Linked DNA regions of Mus musculus: all the other regions are linked to region 3. A link is a contact called in public Hi-C data. All regions are on one chromosome and are shown on one strand. Each heading gives the region's core, a stretch centred on a gene start, on an enhancer-like site or on the middle of the called end of the contact. The rest is flanking DNA. Distances are from core to core; before and after follow the strand shown. Region 1 overlaps Plbd1 (phospholipase B domain containing 1). Region 2 overlaps Gucy2c (guanylate cyclase 2c). Region 3 holds the start of Plbd1 (phospholipase B domain containing 1).

Region 1 (3,591 bases), core at 334-2,833, 36 kb after region 3:
AGCTAGAGCTACCTAGTAAGACCTTGTCTCAATAAAAAGAAAAAAGAAAAAAGAAAAAGAAACAAGAAATGGGTGGGGCCTAGACCTGCCAAGCACTGTGAGAAGTAGGCCACATTCAAGGCTTAAATTAATTGCTAATAAAGCTTGTTTGTGTTCTGGAAAAAAAGGAAAAGAAAAAAAATTTTTTTCTTTACAATTCCCTACTATGTGCTTGGCTCTGTGACCTGTTGATAACATTTGTCTTATACAGAGTAAAGTAGGTCATTTAATTTCTACCAAACAATCAAAAAAAAATCAATGGTATTTTATTTTGATTCCTTAAAGACAGAAATCGGTTGAGAGAAGTTAACTACGCTATCCGGTCAGATCAAAGCCGTACAACCACACTGAGTCCCGGGTTTGAACACAGTATATCTGACTTTGCTCTTTCCTGATATGGCTCTGTTTGCACTGAACTGTGGTTTGTATTTGTGTGTATCTGGGTGGAGACAGCACTTGCAGACACAATGCCACCAAGAACACACACACATGGTGAGACACACTCAGATTGTCGCAGAAAGCCTCCATTACAGGTAATTAAGCCTGGAGCCTCAGGATCATCATTACTGGGGTCAATTAAAGACACTTTGATGCATTCCAGCTTTGGCCGGCAAGCAAAAGCTCCTCTCAACCCCAGGCTGAATTCATGGTCCATGAATACAAACTACAGAAATGTAATTTCCCTTCAAGTTTCCCAGGGGAGTTTGCTGGAAGCCCACATACAGTGTTACCCCTAGGAGTACATCTTTCTTCTTTAAGTGCCACCATTAGTGTGTGAGATCAGAGGACACTGTGGTATGCTCCGTTCCCTCTGTCCATCTTTTCATGGATTCCAGGGATCAAACTTGGACCAGCAAGTTTGTGTAGCAAGCAGCGTTACCCACTGAGCCTTCTGGCTGGCCACAAAAGGTTTCTTTCTTATTACTAGCTCCTGGGTGATGTTCACATTCGGGGACCAGAGCCCATCCTTGGAGCCACCAGCTGCCTCTGTGGTCCCCAAAGCACAAGCCTTGCAGTAGACACACGTGAAAACACACGTGAAAACACACGTGAAAACACACGTGAAAACACACGTGAAAACACACGTGAAAACGAAATTCAATGCTCCAAGCCCCAGGAGAATTTAGTCAGTGTCCGGGGTCCATAGTGTGGTTACTCGCCTAGGTTTTAAAGTTGTCCCTTTAATAAATGTATGCTGGGAATATTTCAACGAACCATAATTACTGTTACTAATTTCATGTTACCACTTTGATCTCGGAGACTTTGTAAAATCTATACAAATGATTCACAGGTGAGCACAGGGCCAAGTTCCCAGCTTGAATCTGGGGAGGGACGAAGGAAGAATGGAAGGAAGCGGGACACGCATTGCAAAGGATTACAGGCAGATTTTGTAGCACTTGATTCTGGTTTTCTTAGACTCCCTTTTGGGTGTGTTTTATCTCCTTTGGCACCGTCCCAGGATGCGAAGTCTTCTGAGGGACACACCTGTCTTAGTCATCTTCCACCACCTGGCTCGGGGAGTGTCCTCCCTTTCAGCTCCAACAATCCCACCCCCATATTGCTATTCTCCTCAGGCTGAACTGGCCACCCAGTGACCTCCCGACTCCTCCCTGCGTGCGCAGCGCAGCCCCCAGGACTCGCTTTGCTGTTCCTGTTGCAGTCTCCTCATGGTTCGTGTGAATCATTTTCTTTTGCACGACTGTACACCTGTCCCCATCACCCTTGTCAGGGGTGTGCGGCCAGAAAAGAACTGTGTTCCAAGCCTGCCCGATATGATTCCTGACTTGCTGTGTGTGTGTGTGTGTGTGTGTGTGTGTAGGTCAAAGAATGGCTTCCATCCTTCCAGAGTGAGGAGCCCCAAGTGCCATAGATGCATAAACATTATTCACCATTTCTTCTTCAATAAATTTAACAGTTATTTATTGAGCACTTCCGTATGTTAAACCTTTGGCACCTTCTCCTGATGCCGAAATGAACAGGTATGAGTCAATACGACAAAATTCCCTTCCTTAGTAGAGTTTATATACTGAGAAAGAAAAGAAAAAAAAAGCAGATGAATAATAGACCCGGAGAAATTTCTCAGCGGGTAGAGTGCGTCCCACAACTCACATCAAGAACGCTGGGCTTTGTTCAGTTCTGAGCCCCATTTTTTAATGGGGTTATTTGATTTTCTGAAGTCCACCTTCTTGAGTTCTTTATATATGTTGGATATTAGTCCCCTATCTGATTTAGGATAGGTAAAGATCCTTTCCCAATCTGTTGGTGGTCTTTTTGTCCTATTGACGGTGTCTTTTGCCTTGCAGAAACTTTGGAGTTTCATTAGGTCCCATTTGTCAATTCTCGATCTTACAGAGCAAGCCATTGCTGTTCTGTTCAGGAATCTTTCCCCTGTACCCATATCTTCAAGGCTTTTCCCCACTTTCTCCTCTATAAGTTTCAGTGTCTCTGGTTTTATGTGAAGTTCCTTGATCCACTTAGATTGAGGAATACCGAATGGCAGAGAAGCACCTGAAAAAATGCTCAACATCCTTAATCATCAGGGAAATGCAAATCAAAACAACCCTGAGATTCCACCTCACACCAGTCAGAATGGCTAAGATCAAAAATTCAGGTGACAGCAGATGCTGGCGTGGATGTGGAGAAAGAGGAACACTCCTCCATTGTTGGTGGGATTGCAGGCTTGTACAACCACTCTGGAGATCAGTCTGGCGGTTCCTCAGAAAACTGGATATAGTACTACCGGAGGATCCAGCAATACCTCTCCTGGGCATATATCCAGAAGATGCCCCAACTGGTAAGAAGGACACATGCTCCACTATGTTCATAGCAGCCTTATTTATAATAGCCAGAAGCTGGAAGGAACCCAGATGCCCCTCAACAGAGGAATGGATACAGAAGATGTGGTACATCTACACAATGGAGTACTACTCAGCTATTAAAAAGAATGAATTTATGAAATTCCTGGCCAAATGGATGGACCTGGAGGGCATCATCCTGAGTGAGGTAACACATTCACAAAGGAACTCACACAATATGTACTCACTGATAAGTGGATATTAGCCCAAAACCTAAGATACCCAAGATATAAGATACAATTTCCTAAACACATGAAACTCAAGAAAAATGAAGACTGAAGTGTGAACACTATGCCCCTCCTTAGAAGTGGGAGCAAAACACCCTTGGAAGGAGTTACAGAGACAAAGTTTGGAGTTGAGATAAAAGGATGGACCATGTAGACACTACCATATCCGGGGATCCATCCCATAATCAGCTTCCAAATGCTGACACCATTGCATACACTAGCAAGATTATGCTGAAAGGACCCTGATATAGCTGTCTCTTGTCAGAGTATGCCTGGGCCTAGCAAACATAGAAGTGGATGCTCACAGTCGGCTATTGGATGGATCACATGGCCCCCAATGAAGGAGCTAGAGAAAGTACCAAAGAAGCTAAAGGGATCTGCAACCCTATAGGTGGAACAACATTATGAACTAACCAGTACCCCGGAGCTCTTGACTCTAGCTGCATATGCATCAAAAGATGGCCTAGTCG
Region 2 (3,763 bases), core at 551-3,050, 52 kb before region 3:
TCATCTTCGCCCCGTCTATCTAATAAGCCCCGCCCACTTTGTTTTCGCAGGTCTATCTACTTGTCAAAAGCTGTTGGGAGGAGGATCCAGAAAAGAGGCCAGATTTCAAGAAAATCGAGAGCACACTGGCCAAGATATTTGGGTATTGCTAACATTTTTACTTTCCCTCCCAATTTTGATTTTTTTTTTTTTTTTTTTTTTTGGTTTTTCGAGACAGGGTTTCTCTGTATAGCCCTGGCTGTCCTGGAACTCACTTTGTAGACCAGGCTGGCCTCGAACTCAGAAATCCGCCTGCCTCTGCCTCCCGAGTGCTGGGATTAAAGGCGTGTGCCACCACGCCCAGCCCAATTTTGAATTCTTTAATGGTGATTGGATAGTTGACATTTAGTGCTACCACGGAATGAAAATGTTTGTGCCAATAAAATTCTCAGGCTATAACCAACACCTGTCACATAAAATGCAAATGATTCAGAAGTAAAAAAGACCACTTCTCAGGGACATGCTCTCATAAAGTTAAACACTCAGGGACAAAATACATCATAATATATCATACTTTTTATCATTAAAAATAGTTTCCAGAGGCAAGAAAGATGGTTCATCAGTTAAGACACGCACTGTTCTTGCAGAGGAACCAAGTTTGGTTCCTATAGCCCACATCAGGAGACTCACAACTGCCTGTGACTCCAGCTCCAAGAGATAGGATGCTTCTGGCTTCCTGGGCAGCTGCATCCAGGAGCAGTGTTCCTCCAGTACACACACTTAAGCTAATAAGTCTGAAAAAGACATAGTTTCTAAGAGAACCTTAAAGTTGGGGTGCATGAGGAGGTAGGGAGGATTTGGGAAGAATTAACAGAGAAGAAAACATGTATGAAACATATTTTAATTAAATGCATAATTTCCAGACTTCCAGACCCTTCTGGAAGTCTAACCTGGGTCCTGGGATTCTATAATGCTCCTGGGTAATATATGTATATATATATATATATATATATATATATATATATATATATATATATATATATATATATATATATATATATACACACACATATAGGGGGGTTCTTGCATGTATGTCTGTGTGCCTTGTGCATGCAGTGCTCACAGAGGCCAAAAAAGGCATCAGACCCTGGGGTTGAAGTTACAGACAGTTGTGAGCTGCCACAAGGGAGCTGGAAAATCAAACCCAGGTCCTCTGGAAGAGCAGTCAGTGTTCTTAACCACTGAGCCATGTCTCTGGGCCCAGATGGGTAATTCTTAACATTAGAAAGTTCTTAATATTTTTAAGATCTAGCTTTTATTTTTAATTCTTTGTATATGTGTGGGTTTGTGTACCTGTGCGCAGGCACCCGGATTCCCTAGACCTGAACTTGGATCTGTAAGTCCCCTGACATAGGTCCTAGGAGGTGACCGAGGGTCCTCTGGTAAGGCAGGATAGGTTCTTATGAACCATCTCTCCAGCCACCAAGGTCAGCAAGCTTTAAAGATCTCCAAAATCACCAGCTATGGCCCCAGACACTTTAGATTTGTTTTCTGAATCACTAGAGCCTTCGTGTTCAAAATGGGTGTTATATCCCATGATCCAGCGATACCAAATCCTCGATGCTGTGTGCTTTTAGATAACACACTACAGATGGGAAAGGGACAGTGACTGGAGAACTGAGAAACCAAGCACCAAGGAAGACATAATGCTGGCTTGCTGGGAACAGAGGGCAAATCAACACACACACACACAGACATGCACACGCACATGCAGACGCAGATGCAGGCTACCAACTTCCTCATTCATGAAACTGGAGTGAGCTGGGTGGTTTCTAAACTTCCTTCCATCTCTGACTTTCTGGAGGTGTCCTTAGGCCCTAAGATTCAGACACCTGCTGAGGTGAGAAGCCAAGGCAGAGATGGGAGCCATGGTCTGATTGGCAGAAGTGTGCACTGTTTGAATAGAGCAGGAACTAGCAACAGATTCAATTCTCGCCTTTTCACTCCTCCCCTGGCTGTCACCGAGGTCAGATGGGACAGTGCAGTATCAGTGACAGGGACTCTCATGGAGATAGATCATGGGCCCCTGGTCTTTACCCTTGACTCTGGTGGGTCTCAAACATGGCTGTTCATTTGAGATTCCCCAAGGAGCTTTAAGAAACACTGGCACCTTAATTCTGCCCTAGAGCATTTGATGTAACAGGGCTAAGGTGTAACTTAGCGGGAGTTTTAATAATTCCCTAGGTGACGAAGATCCATAGTTAAGATGGGGAAACTTTTAATTGAATCCATTCATTTCCACCTCCCCTGTGCTTGCTCCTGATCCCATTCTGCCTAACGAACCTTTACTGCTGGGGTCAAGTAAGAGCCCTTGGGAGCTTGTTATAAAAAAAGTTCTGTCTCTTGGGACTGTGGAGATGTCAACAAGACTAGTCACCTGAGTTCATACCCAAAACAATGATGGTGTCCTCAAACCTCCTTCAAACCCATACTATGACACACACACTCTCTCTCTCTCTCTCTCACACACACACATACACACAAACACACACAATAAACATACACAGAGACACAACATACACATAAACACACACACAGAGACACACAGAGACACAACCAGTCTCTCATACACATATACAGAGAGAGAGGCACAGAGACACACACACATACCAAACACAGAAACACACAGACACACACTCACTTATACAAAGCAAGCCTACACCGTCTGAGGGCAGAAGTGGGAACTTGTCAATGACGTAATCACGATGGCAGAATGGCTGTGGGATCTCAGAACTTTTTTCTATGTCTTAGCATGTTATAAACATTATCTTTAACATACACAACATCATGAGACCCCCCTCACACCCCTTCCCAGTGATGTGTAAAAATCCTTCATCTGTTACCACCTGCAGCCTTTTCCATGACCAGAAAAACGAGTCTTACATGGACACCTTGATCCGACGTCTCCAGCTGTACTCTCGAAACCTGGAACATCTGGTGGAGGAAAGGACTCAGCTGTACAAGGCGGAGAGGGACAGGGCTGACCACCTTAACTTCATGCTCCTCCCACGGTAAGGCCAGCCACCTGTAAACATGGCTTCCCGTGATTCCACAGCCAGGCTCCCAGCTGAAACCTTCAACGTGGCCGCCTCTCCCCATTGCTGGTTTTGTTCTGCATTTGGTTTGGCCTTTGGTTTGTTTGGGGCAGTCTAGGGTGGTTTCCTTTTATAGACCCTTCAGGGTTCAAAATGCTTGAACCTTGCTGAACCTCCTGATTTCACTCTGAATTCCCAAAGCAAAGAAGTTACTGTGAGGATTATGGACTGAGTAGAGGGCTGTGAGTTCTAATATCTCATTAAGTCTACATTCTGCCTTCAGGCAAACTGCTGTCCGTCTGTCCTCAGACTCAGCATGGAAACTCAAGTCTGCCGCATGTGCTGTGTGAACGCTCTCTGAGGCTCTCAGGCATTCAGTGTTGGTGTCTTTGCTTTTCTTCTTGACATCACAAGCAAAGTCCAAGTCACAAGAACTAGAAGTTGTCTGTGGGCGACGAGGCAGGTGTCTTGCCATCAGACCATCTATGAGCGAACTTCATGAAACATAGTCAGGACAGAAGAGAAAGGGCATTAGGACTGAAATCCCCAAAGAGCTTAATGTTTTCAGAACACTGTCATTCGAATAAGTTCCCCCGGAATGTTAAGATAAATGAGGAATCACAATGTGATGGTTTGGTCAATGGCTTTGTACAAGCAAGAAGCAATGGTCTCTTCCCGTTCCGGTGTGG
Region 3 (3,991 bases), core at 839-3,338:
TGTCTCTTTCATGAGTGTAGTGGGGCTGTGTTTTAGTTGCTCCCCGACTGCTGTGATAAAATATTGACTTGAGTAGGAGAGAGTGTATTTCGGGTTTCAGCCCTTCATTGAGGGAAAGTCAGGGCAGGAGCCTGGAGGCCATGGAGGAACACTTACTGCCTGGCCTCCAGGCTCCTATTCTGTGGCCTTTCTTATGTAGCCCAGGCCCACCCTGCTTAGAGATGGTCCTGACACAGGACTGGCCCTTTTGGTTACAATCAGCAACCAGACAAGTGTCTCACAACACGCCTATCGTCCAATTTGATGGAGGAAATTCCTCAGTTACTTTTTCTGAGATGTGTCAAGTGGACAACTAAGATTAGTGGTCACAGGGTGGGTGGCTGAGGCTAGCCCGTTAGGGCTGTCAAATCTCTGGTTTATGCCCTATTCATTCCAGTTGCAATTTTGAAACCAATATCCTTGGACCGTCTCACCTAGAGTTGGCTGTCACTATTCTTTTGGATGTTTAAAAACCTCAATTTAAGGGCTGGAGAGATGGCTCAGCGGTTAAAAGCACCGACTGCTCTTCCGAAGCTTGTGAGTTTAAATCCCAGCAACCACATGGTGGCTTACAACCATCCTTAATGAGATCTGACTCCCTCTTCTGGAATGTTTGAAGACAGCTACAGTGTACTTACATATAATAAATAAATAAATCTTTTTTAAAAAACGCAATTTAAGTATGTCAAAATGTACCACAAATTACTGTAACAGTGCTCTGCTAGGTTAGTACTTTTTACCTTGGGGAATACTGGACGTGGTCTGGAGGCACTTTCAAGGATGTTAAAGGCCTCAGAGTGCACAGGACACACTCACACACACGGACGGACACACACATATGCTCACTCATAACTGGACAGAATTTCAACAGTACTGAGTTTAAGAAAGTCTAATCCAATTAAACTGCTCGTTCAAAACAAGCCAACCACTTCATCGACTAGTCTGGTGTTCTACAGACCCGGTGTCATACAGGGCTCTATCCTGGAACACTGAAGTCAATAAATACTCGGCAAGCAAACCATCAGGTGGGTGAGCCCAGCCCCCATCAGGCATCCTGAAAGAGTCACCTCCTCTGAACACTTGTCTCCTTGGATCAGAAGGGTCAGTGAGGTCACAGAGTGGGATATGGAGACACACCTGCACTTTTTGGGGTGACACTTCACTAGCCACGTGCCATAGGACCCAAAGGTACCGTTCACCTTCGTTTTTATTTTATGTACAGTCCCTACAATGCCTGCAGCTTCTTTCTCCACTAAATGAATATTACCAAACGAAATTGTGATTTGTATTTCATAATTCACAGGTGTCATTTCTAGCAATGACAAATTTATTTCTTCCTCTAACAAAGGCACTTCTTCATTACTTTTTAAAAAATATTTATTTGTTTATCTGGATTTTTTATATTTTGGTGTTTGGAAACAGTGTCTCATTCAGTAGCCCAAATTGTCCTCAGACTTTCATTAATCCTCCTGCCTCGACTTCTGGAACGCTTTACAAACCCAGCTACAGTGGTTTGCTTGCCTGGGTTCAGTAGCAAAAGATGAGCTCAGTCAGCTTGAAGTCTGTTGCCTACTTCACAATGTCACCTAGGGCACCCTTGGCCAACTTCACAATGTTGCCTTCAGCGAGTCCTGCCCAGACATGGGTCTCTATGGAAGCTCAGGGGTAGATCTGCTTCTAGCCCCGCGTGAATCAGCTCCGCCCAATGAAGACACAAAGCTAAGGTCTGGAGGTGTTGAGCTCCTGAGGTCAGACAGGCTGGCGCAAGAAGCCCTGATTCCTGACGGATGAGGGACCTGAGAAGACAGAAGGCCACAGAATCCGACCTACGGGGAGGCATGCGACCCACTGCTGCCTCGGTTTCCTTATCCTCTGCTACAGGGACCAAGGCCACCTTTAACTGATTCCTTAGCCCTGAGCCCCACCCTCCAGGAGGCGACCAGAGAAAGCAGCACAGCCCCGGCACTTCCCAAAAGCGCGACAGAGAACTTTCCCGGCCTGGCCCACAGGTGGCTGGAGGGTCAGACCAGACGGAAAGGATCCGCCTCTCCTAGCCTGGGGCTCAGCAGGGCGAAGGTTGGTTCCCAAGGCCACGTGAAGCGCCCAAGCAGGCAAGACTAATGTCAGAAGAAAGTTAAGATCGGCCCGGCCTCTGCAACGCAGCGCCCTGCTACCATCCTCAAGTGCGGCTCTTGCAACAGCTGCCACCGCCGGCGCCAGCGGGACCTAATCCAACCAGGCCGAGGTCACAGCGGAGGAGCGATGTGCCACCGCAGCCCTGGCAGGAGCCTCAGGCCGCCATCGCCGCTGCTGCTGCTGCTGCCATTGCTGCTGCAGCCTCCCTGGGCGGCTGGCGCTGCCAGCCAGAGCGACCCAACAGGTGAGCAGAACGGCCGCCCGCGGACTAGGGGCGTTGCCCTGTACCCCCACGCCGGCGGCTGGCCAGAGTCCCAACAGCTTTGCATCTAGGGGCGTCTTGGGTCGTACTTCTTGGTGGGGAGCCTGGCGGGTTACGTTCCAGCCCTGAGGTGGATCAGCGGTGGCATTGAAGGAGGGTACAAGGGCTCTCCAACGTAAAATGTTTTGGCCTTAATTCTGTCCCATATCTTGTCCCGGACAACCTCGACTGGTCCAAAAGGCTCCAGTCCAGAGATTTTTCCAAATCAGACTGAGGTGTGATTTCGAGCTGACCTTTGTTCTGCTTCTAGAAGTAGACAAGTGACTTGGACTTAAGAGAACTGATAGCAAACTGGTTATGCCATCTTGATATGGGACAGGGCCAGAGCTTAAGGCTGCTGAGCTCTTCTGAATGGCCTCAGAATCCTAAAGTGGATTAAAGTCTCCGTTCTACTGCACAGAGGCTGCGACTGGGGGGAAGTCAGGAATTTGCCTAAGCGATAAGGTAGCTGGGTTGCCAGAGGGCACTGGTGTAATCCTTCCCTTCAGAAAAAACAGGCCTCAACAGGTGTCCTTCCAGTCTCACCCTTCCATTTGTAACAAGACCAAAATGAATTGTGGGATGCGTAGACTTGGAAGATTCTAAAAGTCAAATTCAGAGAGGACGACTGATTTCGTAATCGTCTCCTTGTTTGACCCATTCAAGAATAGGAAGGGACGCGGGCAGTGTCCCCTTTCAAAAGTCGCTGATTTTTCTCGTTACCGTCTCTCAACGAGTACCCGCACCCTTGCCATTTGGAAGTGTTTGCTTTCAAAGCCTGCTCCACTCATGTCTGGAAACTTCCCAGTGGGCACAGGCTTGTGGGATGAGAAGGGTCCGGAAGTGCCTGATGTCTCCCCTGATTTAGCTGTATGTTCTTTGGTCATCCCTCCCTACCCCCGCCACATGAGCGCTCACGCTCACACACACACACACACACACACACACACACACACACACACACCCTTTAGTCCAGAAAAGCTGCTGGTTCCTTACCATGGCCAGCAATCCTGAAAGGCTCCTCCACATGACAGCTTTGAGGACAGCTAAGGATGCCTGCCTGCAGTGTCTATTTGAAACAGATGGGATGTCCTTTCTCCCTCTTATCAGTATGTTATTTGTACTGTATTGAAGCTTCCTCAACCTGCCAGTAGATTACCCAAAATTTAAATCGTAAAAAAGCAGAGGCATTGCTATCTCCCAGGGCTCCCAAAGGAACCTAGCTCCGTACTGTGAGCTTAGTAGGCTGTGTCCTAACTGTTCCTCCTTTGCCCTGGTAAGAGAGAGATGAGCCGACCTCCGTGAGACTCAAAATGTAGCCCATTCCTTGGTAAAACTGGTTCTTCCTCTAGGCAGGCAGGGCTAAACTCCAGAAGTCAGTATTTGCATCATGCCAGCTGTGATCAGATCTCAGGGAGACGATTCACCCTGATACACGCCCAAGTCTGTCCCCAGATTCATCATTAATTATTCATTAGAAATATAACTGTCAGGCTGAGGGCCTGACTCATCTGC

Evidence for each region. A called contact is a pair of places that touch in the nucleus more often than the background predicts.
Region 1: a contact with region 3 is called in a Hi-C map of epidermal suprabasal cells, with 2.4 times the contacts expected there. The contact joins the enhancer-like site here to the promoter of Plbd1 in region 3. A contact is called at or near these places in 3 of 39 promoter capture datasets (the HPC-7 cell line, cranial neural crest and second pharyngeal arch cranial neural crest), 3 of 484 Hi-C or Micro-C datasets (embryonic stem cells, epidermal suprabasal cells and nephron progenitors), 2 of 115 datasets of contacts at active chromatin or transcription factors (both in embryonic stem cells) and 2 of 9 other capture datasets (adipose tissue and embryonic stem cells).
Region 2: a Hi-C map of bone marrow-derived macrophages shows a contact between it and region 3, with 55 read pairs. The contact joins the enhancer-like site here to the promoter of Plbd1 in region 3. A contact is called at or near these places in 13 of 39 promoter capture datasets (the 3T3-L1 cell line, the C10 cell line, HPC-7-derived erythroid cells and 9 more), 10 of 484 Hi-C or Micro-C datasets (DN2 thymocytes, bone marrow, bone marrow-derived macrophages and 7 more), 3 of 115 datasets of contacts at active chromatin or transcription factors (the 230-238 cell line, microglia and stem cell-derived neural progenitor cells) and 3 of 9 other capture datasets (adipose tissue, liver and pancreatic islet).

What each region holds. Positions count from the first base shown.
Region 1 is chr6:136,623,558-136,627,148 of GRCm38.p6, reverse strand. All of the region lies in intron 6 of Plbd1 (phospholipase B domain containing 1), which reads left to right. Among named protein-coding and RNA genes, the nearest start is that of Gm40409, 4.8 kb to the left of the region's middle. Within about 2 kb of position 1,583, at least 5 of the 459 cell types and tissues checked have an H3K27ac peak or open chromatin away from gene starts, as enhancers often do. A contact at or near this core is called in epidermal suprabasal cells, where this site is marked.
Region 2 is chr6:136,712,333-136,716,095 of GRCm38.p6, reverse strand. It overlaps Gucy2c (guanylate cyclase 2c), which reads left to right. Exons shown (of 27, transcript NM_001127318.1): 20 at 51-142; 21 at 2,892-3,050. Among named protein-coding and RNA genes, the nearest start is that of Plbd1, 52 kb to the right of the region's middle. Within about 2 kb of position 1,800, at least 47 of the 459 cell types and tissues checked have an H3K27ac peak or open chromatin away from gene starts, as enhancers often do. A contact at or near this core is called in DN2 thymocytes, bone marrow, bone marrow-derived macrophages and 3 more, where this site is marked.
Region 3 is chr6:136,659,990-136,663,980 of GRCm38.p6, reverse strand. It overlaps Plbd1 (phospholipase B domain containing 1), which reads left to right and starts at 2,088. Exons shown (of 11, transcript NM_025806.2): 1 at 2,088-2,419. The coding sequence starts at 2,302.